2 separate regions of the Zea mays genome follow, and region 1 is linked to region 2. Evidence: chromatin contacts called from public Hi-C data. All regions are on one chromosome and are shown on one strand. Each heading gives the region's core, a stretch centred on a gene start, on an enhancer-like site or on the middle of the called end of the contact. The rest is flanking DNA. Distances are from core to core; before and after follow the strand shown. Region 1 holds the start of LOC100275856. Region 2 holds the start of LOC100283245 (pop3 peptide).

Region 1 (4,085 bases), core at 693-3,192, 420 kb before region 2:
AATTTTGTCCTTTCTGAAGTCTAGGTCCATTGCAGATTTCAACGATAATAGACAACTTTGTCTTTGTGAACCCTATAGGTTCCTTCTATAGTTCTAGATTGTCAACCTTCGGTTGCTTGGTTTTGCTCAAGGAAACGTAGAACATACACATCTGATTCAGCCCACTTTTATCACGGATAAAACAACTCAACTTTTTTATTGCGCGAGGTAAATCAATAATCCACTCAACTTGAGTAAATCAACGGTAGGTGCTTTGAAGAGATGTTATCAAATACGTCACGGAAATATCAGATATCTACCGGATTATTAGGAGATAATCAATGCAAAACTAGCAGGTGTGGCCACGGGAGACAAGGATATGGCCGAGGGGTGGACCCAGTAAAGGGAGATGGAGATGCGTATCTACAGTTCTACACCCGATTTTTTTGATTTTTTTTTTTTTGCCAAAAAGGCTTGAAGTATTAGTAGCCTAGTAGGCATCATTGCATCAAATAGCAAAACAAGGTTAGGGTTTGGATGCTCGGTTTCACACAACAGGAAGGGGAGACGTGGGTGGGAATACCTGCTGGTGGGTGCTCGTCGCCGACAGAGAGACCGAAGAATGCCTCGGCACCTAGCACGGGGACGGCGGAGTCGTCGCTCGTCAGAGACAGATCGAACGCGGCCACGCGGGTTGCGGGGTGAACCGTGGACGGAACTCGGAAGGGAGACCATGCAGCGGACGGGCCGTAGCCCAGTCCATGTTCTCCGGCGGCCCAGGAGAGCGCAACCGCACCGGGCCTTCTTTTCTTGGCACGTACGGATTTTCATTTGCAAATCATTTTTTCTATCTTTCTTTCTTTCTCTCATTTTTATCTTTTAGTTACTAGTAAAGTAAAATATGATAATTGTGTTGCAACTGGAGAAAAACTATTATACAACGTTTAAAAACACATAAATATCTAAACTTAAATATATCATAACTTCCATCTGCAAAGAATTCTCAACGTAAAAGAGACAAAGACATCTTTGAATAAGGGCTAGCTTGGGAACCTCTGTGAAAATAAGGTTCTCAAGCTAGCTCTAATAAGATGTTTATGATATGGGAAGATTTTCAATATTATATATAGCTTAGGTGTTGTTTGGTTTAACGTAAATGATAATGGTAATGGTTGACACTCGAGTGATAGCGGTTATAAGTTTAAATAGACTGATATCAGTTTTTAGCCTTGAATCTCATTATTGTTATGCTTAAATAAACATGATTTAACGTTACCAGTTACAATTATATGCTGCACCTTAAATGCTTAATATATAGCTAGCTGTTACACGCAATATTTCGTTGGCGATGATGCAAGGAGACGGCGAGATGACTACTGAACCAGTCAGTGCGATTTGAGCAAAAAAATTTTAAAAAAAAACTATATCAAATGAAAATTACACATAGAGTTTAGTGTGTATAGGCTGTTTCCCGATCCATCGACGTCTCTCTCACAACTCGGTCAGTACCTCTGGAAGTAGCTCCCCATGGCTTCGAAGCCCCTGCTCGAGAAGCAAAGCCTCGCCGAAGAACTCCCAGCGGACCGTCCAAGGAAAAGGAACCTCCTGCTGCTGCGTGGCGTGAAGAGCCTCCTGGAGCTGGAGCTGTAGTGACCGAAGAAGGGGGACGACGACAGCCTGCCGCTCGTCGCCACCACCGGCACCGCGTTGCTCACCGACCGCAGCGGCAGCAGGCAGTTAGCCAGCAGGGCGTGCCCCGCGTCGGCGTCGGCGTCGGCACCGGCAGCAGGACTACTACGGCGGCCGCCGCCGCCGCGGCGGTGGTCGTGGTCGCGGCCGTCCAGGAGTGCGATGTCGAGCTCGAACAGCTCGTCCTCGTCGACGACAACGTGGGCGATGGTGGTGACGGCGGCGGCAGCCTTCGCTGCCATGCCTGCCGCGGCCAAAAGCTGGTTTAGTAACCTAGCTCGATCGATGAAGGTATGTATTGGTAATATATATATGCATATATGATGATGCTTGCCTTGCATTGCTTGCAGGTACGTGTGAGATGATATGAGTGGGTGGGTGAGTTTGTTCTACTGTCTTTGGTAGAGATGGTTGGAAAGTGCCGCGTTTGCATGCTGACCCGGTAGAGTAGCTAGCTAGGTTACCTACTTCCAAAATGTTAGCAGTGTGCTGTTTTCTACCAATTGCTAGCTCTATGTTGAAACTCACAGGTTTAGGCTATACACAATGACTTGTAATCCAAGCAGGGTTTCATCACACGCCGACATGCATGATCAAACAATCGTCCCTAGCATGAGTTGCTGAAGAATCGACTCAAGACGTCTCCTCATGCATATGACCACTGTCTATATTACGTTTTTCTTTTCCGCGTATTATAACAAACTGAGTGTAAATTGATTCTTAAAGACACTAAATTAGCATCATCCAAGGTAATTTACAAATTTTTTGTTTCCAAATTTGAAAACTTCAAACATATTTTTATGACAAGATGATTTCAAATCAAAAGCTTATCAACTTCAAAGTTTCGTAACTTTTTAAAATGTACAACTCAATTTTGGTGATATTTCCATCTGAGCAGGTTTGAAAATTTCGGTTTTTAAATGGGCCGTGAAGGTTGAAGCTAGTGACGTGTTTATATATACATGTCACCAATATATATGTATTAGCGACTTTGATTTAAATACATGAAATTGAATAGATTAGAGTAGAAAAGATGTCTGAAGTCAGTGATGTGGTTATATATACACGTCATTAATGTATTTATAATAGCGGTTGTCGGTACCCTGGAACAGGGGTACCCCTTACTATAGTAAGGAGGCGCGGTTCACCCCTCCACGGGGGCAATCTCCGAGGCCACCAGGATTCGGACCCCCGTGAGATAATGCCGGACCCCAACACACCTAATTGGGATCTCAGTGTTCCCCTAAGACGGAACCCGGACCCCTCTAGGTGAGGTCCGGACCGTCCACAACGAGATCTCGGGACGAGGAATACCCTGGCTTAAGTCAGGGGCGTACAGGGGTCCGGCACAGACACTTGTCGGGATCTTGCCAGGCGCGCCTACTCTCCCCGCCTGGGCGGAAACCCGATGCTGCCACGTGGCCTGCGGCCCGTGACGGAAGCCGGAGAGCAAGGCCTGACGTAAGGTTTCGGGGCCATGCGATCTCTGCATTTATTGCGGGAGATCGCACGCCGCCTGGCCGCCCTGCTCATAGGCGAAGTGCCGACTCGGCATTTAATGTGCCCCGTCCACTCTGATGGCAGGCATCGACCAGACCGGGCGGCATACCTGTCCAATCAAAGCAGCAGGCAGTACGCCCACACCGCTGCATGCGTGCAGTGGTCATCATAACTTGGTCGATACCGAGGAACCTTTGGCAGCACGCCAATTCTACTTAGGCAGTGGATGTCAGGGCACAGTGAGATAGCGCAAGGTGACCAACACTAATTGCTCCGGGTATTCCACCCTTATGTCTCTGGGCCCGCATGTCGGGGTTCAGGGTCTCTTTGTACATGTCCCCCTTCGGCTATAAAAGGGGAGGCATGCGACGTTACACACACGCAATCTTAGACTCGCTAGCTCATACAAGCTCTCAAGCAATACAACTCACAGTGGAGTAGGGTATTACGCTCCGGCGGCCCGAACCACTCTAAACCCTTGTGTGTTCTTGAGTTCTTCCCCTTCACTCCAACGATCAAGCGAAACGCCTAAGCCCCTCCTCATCTTAGGATTTAGGGCGGGTGTACTCCACCACTCGGTTGGAGATTTCCTCTCTGACAGCGGTCTTGATTTAAATATGTGTCACTAAAGAAAACACAGTAGAGACAAAATGTTTCTCTAGAGGTGTACGGTAGCTATATAGGCTGAGGCTACCAACGAATATTGTTTCATGCGCCAGGCGCCCAGGCCAGGGGCGGAACTAGACAAAAATTTGAGTGGGACCTATTTTTGAGTGGGGTCTAAATGAATAATTAATTACAAAATAAGACTAGTGATTATAGTAAATAAGGTAAAACTTACACTAAATCAACAAAATTGAGTGGGGGCCTGTGCCCTCACTCCTCTAAGTCCTCTTAACGTCGGTATGCCCATGGCA
Region 2 (4,415 bases), core at 1,474-3,973:
ATATTTACCATGCATGTTCTTGCTTAGTATTTATTATTACTGGGAAACCATAAAGCACGGCCCCGTTAGGAGCTAGTATTTTGGTACCGTAAAGGTTGCCATTAAGGATTTTATTGCGTTTTCAGTACCATATTACTTGTCGTCCTCGAATTTTTGGTGGCTTGTCCTTGAGGATTTGGGTGCCTACATAAAAGAAAATGGTGCGACCGTTTAGTACCAGTGCCTTGCCTGTTATGCTCTGCTGGTGCTGGATATTGACAACCGAATCATTTCGGTGCCTACATAGAGAAAATGGTTCGATTGTTCAGTACACTGTCTTGCCTGTTATGCTCTGCTAGTGCTGGGTATCGACGATTGAATGAATCATCACGTCGATGTGGGATGTGTAGCTGGTCTCCCTGGAGACGATAGGGACGAATGCTGAGGCGTTGTTATCGAGTAGCCTAGCCTCATCTGTGCTTGACGAACGGGGAACAGGGGGACTGGGTTACCACAAGTCCTCTGTCTGAATGCGAAGCGGTCACTATGTATGTGTCCTCTTGATCGAGCTCGAAACGTTCAGACGAAACATGAGCCTGAAAAGATCCTGTCATGGCGAGTAGATGTTTGATGTTTCATCCCCATAGCTCGCACGAATTTGACTTGTCTTATTTGTACCTTTGGCTCCTTACCTTTAGCTACACTGAAAATTCACATGGACAACAGACCATGGGATGGTGAACTGTTTCGCTGGCCCTGGAACTTAACTGAACCACCTCTCTGTTGGTAAACTGGCAGGTGCGTCATCTGTCTGGCGGAATACGAAGAGGGAGACGAGCTCCGCGTGCTGCCTCCCTGCAGCCACACCTTCCACACGGGCTGTATCAGCCTGTGGCTGGCGCAGAACTCGACGTGCCCGGTCTGTAGAGTCTCGCTGCTCGTGCCTGATACTAGTACTACCCCTGAAAGCGAACACTCTGCACCCCATCCTCCTCCTCCTCCTCATCATCATCATCATCTGTCCAGCATAGTGATAATAAGCCCACCAAGCTCCCCCGAACCGTCGAGATCGGACCCGTGCCGATGCCTGTTCGCCAGCGGTGGTGGGCACTCGTCAAGGGCGGCAGAGGCTCCTCCTCCTCCTCCTCCTCCCAGACACGAGCCCGACCAGGTCGTATCTGGTCCACCACCGGCAGCAGATGGGGCTAGCGGCTACAGCTCGCCGTTGCCTGAAGTTATTCACCCCGCTCCTGCTCCTGAAACCAACGGGCAGACAGTACGGAAGCAGGCGGGCAGCAGATCTACTACCCCGCTAGGCCCCTGCAAATAGCGGCCGCTCACTCTGTGTGGGTGGGTGGGGTGAACAGGTGGTGCGTGGTAAAAGCGAAGTAGAGAGAAACAAGCGACTTGAAGAGGCCTGGGTTCGTTCGTGTACATACGATCGAGAAATCGTTTCAGGTCATTCATTCATCCATTCATTCATCCATGGGCACATACTGTGGTATTACGGAGTATTACGGTGTACGTGTAGTGTGCCGCAGGAGAGACGACGCGACGGCAGCAGTGCGTTTTCCATATGCGACGGGACGGGAGCATTCGAGGAGATGATGGCAATGGCATGGTTTTGTGTACTGTACGGTAACATTTGTCGCTGGGAATTAATAATAAAAAACCCGTGGCTGGCTGATGCAGCAGCAGCTGTCTTATTATCCAGCCACGCATGTGAAAATTTCTTCTCGGGCAGCAGCAGCGTGATCAGTCGCCACCTTGTCAGCTTGTATCCCTCTGCTGTAGGCTGTAGTACCATGTGGTCTGAATCCAATGCGACGACGACGACGACGCCGCCCAGTCGGTCTCTGATGAACCTGAGATTACCTACCTGATCTTGCTACTGCCAGGGCGCGCGATCAACATTCCATTTGACACTGGTAACTGTTGGCGGTGGTGCACAGTGCTGACTGACGGACCTGCCTGTCATCCAGGGTCAGGGTACATGGAGATGAGGATCTTGGATGGATGGGGGAGAGGGGCCTGCATCTGCATCAGAGCCAGAGGGAGGCGGGCGAGGAGGGGGGAACAAGCAAAGCATGCGGTGCTGGGCTGCCCTGCCCACGCAGCGTCGTACGCTCGTGTCGGTCGCCGGCCCAGTCGAATGGAATGAATGATGACTCTCTCACCCGTCCCAGATCTAGCCGCGTCAGCGCGCACGGAACCGCTCCCTTTTTTTTTCCCCCACACCTCCCTCCCTTGCTCTCCCGTGCGTGCACTGACACACACAAGTTGGTTGGTGAGCGGAATTAAGCCAGCTCGTGACGCAATCCAATCCGAACACGCTCTTTTGCCTGGGAAGGATAAGCGCGTCGTGTTTAGTTTACAGTGGTCTCGTTTGGAAGTTCTTCACTCTCTATAGACTCGATAGCTGATTCTCTACTAATGTAATTTCAAGTGATTCTCTAGTAAAGTGATTCTCTAGTAAAAGTAAATTTAATTGATAAAAACCGTTTGATAAATAAGATGTGAAGTGCTTGAACAGTTAGTGGGGAGTAGGTTGAGACTTGAGAGCGGTGGAAAGCTGATTTTTTTGGCTCTCACTTTCTAGTATAAAATAGAAACTAGATTAACTCTACTTTCATCATAGAGTAATTTAGATTTTTACCGGTTTGACTCTGGAGGAGTAATTCTGGGAGCGGAGCTGTGAGCTCTGCAAAACGGCTCCTGTGTGCCCAAATGATCCAGTCCACAGACTCAGGCTCAGGCTCTAGGACGAGTGATGAGCTCTGCAGCCAGTGACCCCTGTCGGCGGCGGTAGCTTAAATTGGCCACCATGTCGCCACGATCCATCGGACTCCTCTGCAAATAAAGCCATCGGGGGAGTGAGTAAGTGAGTGGGTGTGAGGAGAGCTTTGAGGGGAGGGGAGCTAGCTAGCTACTGGAGGAGGGCTTCCTCCGGCGCCGGACATGGGGGAGGTGAAGCACCTGTGCCTGGCCAAGTTCAAGGACGGCGTCGTGGTGGACGACGTGCTCAAGGGCATGACCGACCTCGCCGCCGGGATGGACACGGTCAAGTCTTTCGAGTGGTACACACTACACACCCACCCGTTTCTTCTCCACTCTTGACCTTCCATCATCCTTCCTTCCTTCATTGCTTCCCTTCTGTGAAAGCAAAATCCGCCGAACAAACGCGTGCGTGCGTGCAGGGGCCAGGACGTGCTGAACCAGGAGATGCTGACGCAGGGCTTCACGCACGTCTTCTCGCTCACCTTCGCCTCCGCCGCCGACCTCGCCGCCTACATGGCCCACGACAGCCACACCGCCTTCGCCGCCACCTTCATGGCCGCCATCGACAAGGTGCTCGTCGTCGACTTCCCCGTCGTCGTCGCCAAGCCTCCGCCGCCGGCATGACCCGCTGGCCGCTCTCGCATCCGCCGGCCACTGTACGCCTCCCCTTCTCAGGTCGCGCAGCAGATCCACGTGTGCCTGCGGCGGCGGTGCTGGTAGTAGTACTAGTACTGTCTATTGCCTGTTATTTATGTTCTATCTATCTATCTATCTATCTATCTACGTCACGTACGTACCTACTATTATTGTTTGGTTATCTTCGGAATAAATTTTCGGTCACTTTTATGGTAGCGTATATCTAGCGGCTAGCTGCTTGCAATACACCCTTTCCGATGTTTATGATGGATTGTCAGATTCCTAATCGACTTTTAGTTTTCTTGTTACTGGCTCCTGGTTAAACAACAGCAGATTTCTCAGAGCATTGAGGATTCAGAACATAAACCCTGATATATCTCGGGGTTGAAATGAGCCGAGCTCATATAACAGGACAAGCTCGGTTTGGATTGGTCGCTCCTTTAATGAGTTTGAAAAGTTGACTCGCTTACGACTCGTTAGCCGGCTTCTCGAGCCAACGATATTTGAAATTATAATATAAAATTTTAAAAATATTTTAAATACCATATTTTGAAATTAGTAAAATAAATATATTACTAATATAATATAGTTATAGATTTATTATAGGTAGAAACTTCAAAAAACTATAAAATAATTGTGGTACTAACATTATATGTTAATTATGATTTTATATAACAAATTATTGTTGAGTCGATTCACAAGCGAGTTGTGAGTCGAGTCGAGTTAACTCGCTCTTTTCAACTCGGGCTTGTTCTGAGTATCGAGCGAGCCAAGCGAAGCTGCTACGAGCTTGATCTTTTTTTCTCGACCTATTCTCTAGTTAGATGATGGTGGGCATCTGCCCGCCCTGCTGCGAGGTTAAAAATATTGCGATTTGCGACGGAGACAGGTGGGTGGAGTGGTTTTGTAGCTCTCCTAAATAAAATAAATTATTTTACTCTTTTAAAAACCTGTTTTAGGTTTTCTAGAAATAATTTTCACTGACGATTTTATTACGCCGATTACCTTAGAGCATCTCCAAG

What was found. A called contact is a pair of places that touch in the nucleus more often than the background predicts.
Region 1: a contact with region 2 is called in a Hi-C map of leaf, with 6 times the contacts expected there. The contact joins the promoter of LOC100275856 here to the promoter of LOC100283245 in region 2. A contact is called at or near these places in 9 of 25 Hi-C or Micro-C datasets (bundle sheath, ear, leaf and 2 more).

Annotation. Positions count from the first base shown.
Region 1 is chr10:5,026,458-5,030,542 of Zm-B73-REFERENCE-NAM-5.0, reverse strand. LOC100275856 reads right to left here and starts at 1,942. Exons shown (of 1, transcript NM_001371519.1): 1 at 1,350-1,942. The coding sequence starts at 1,910. The coding sequence ends at 1,482.
Region 2 is chr10:4,603,475-4,607,889 of Zm-B73-REFERENCE-NAM-5.0, reverse strand. It overlaps LOC100283245 (pop3 peptide), which reads left to right and starts at 2,723. Exons shown (of 2, transcript NM_001156147.2): 1 at 2,723-3,056; 2 at 3,177-3,694. The coding sequence starts at 2,938. The coding sequence ends at 3,381. LOC100274803 (putative RING zinc finger domain superfamily protein) reads left to right here. Exons shown (of 2, transcript NM_001149079.1): 2 at 778-1,673. The coding sequence ends at 1,309.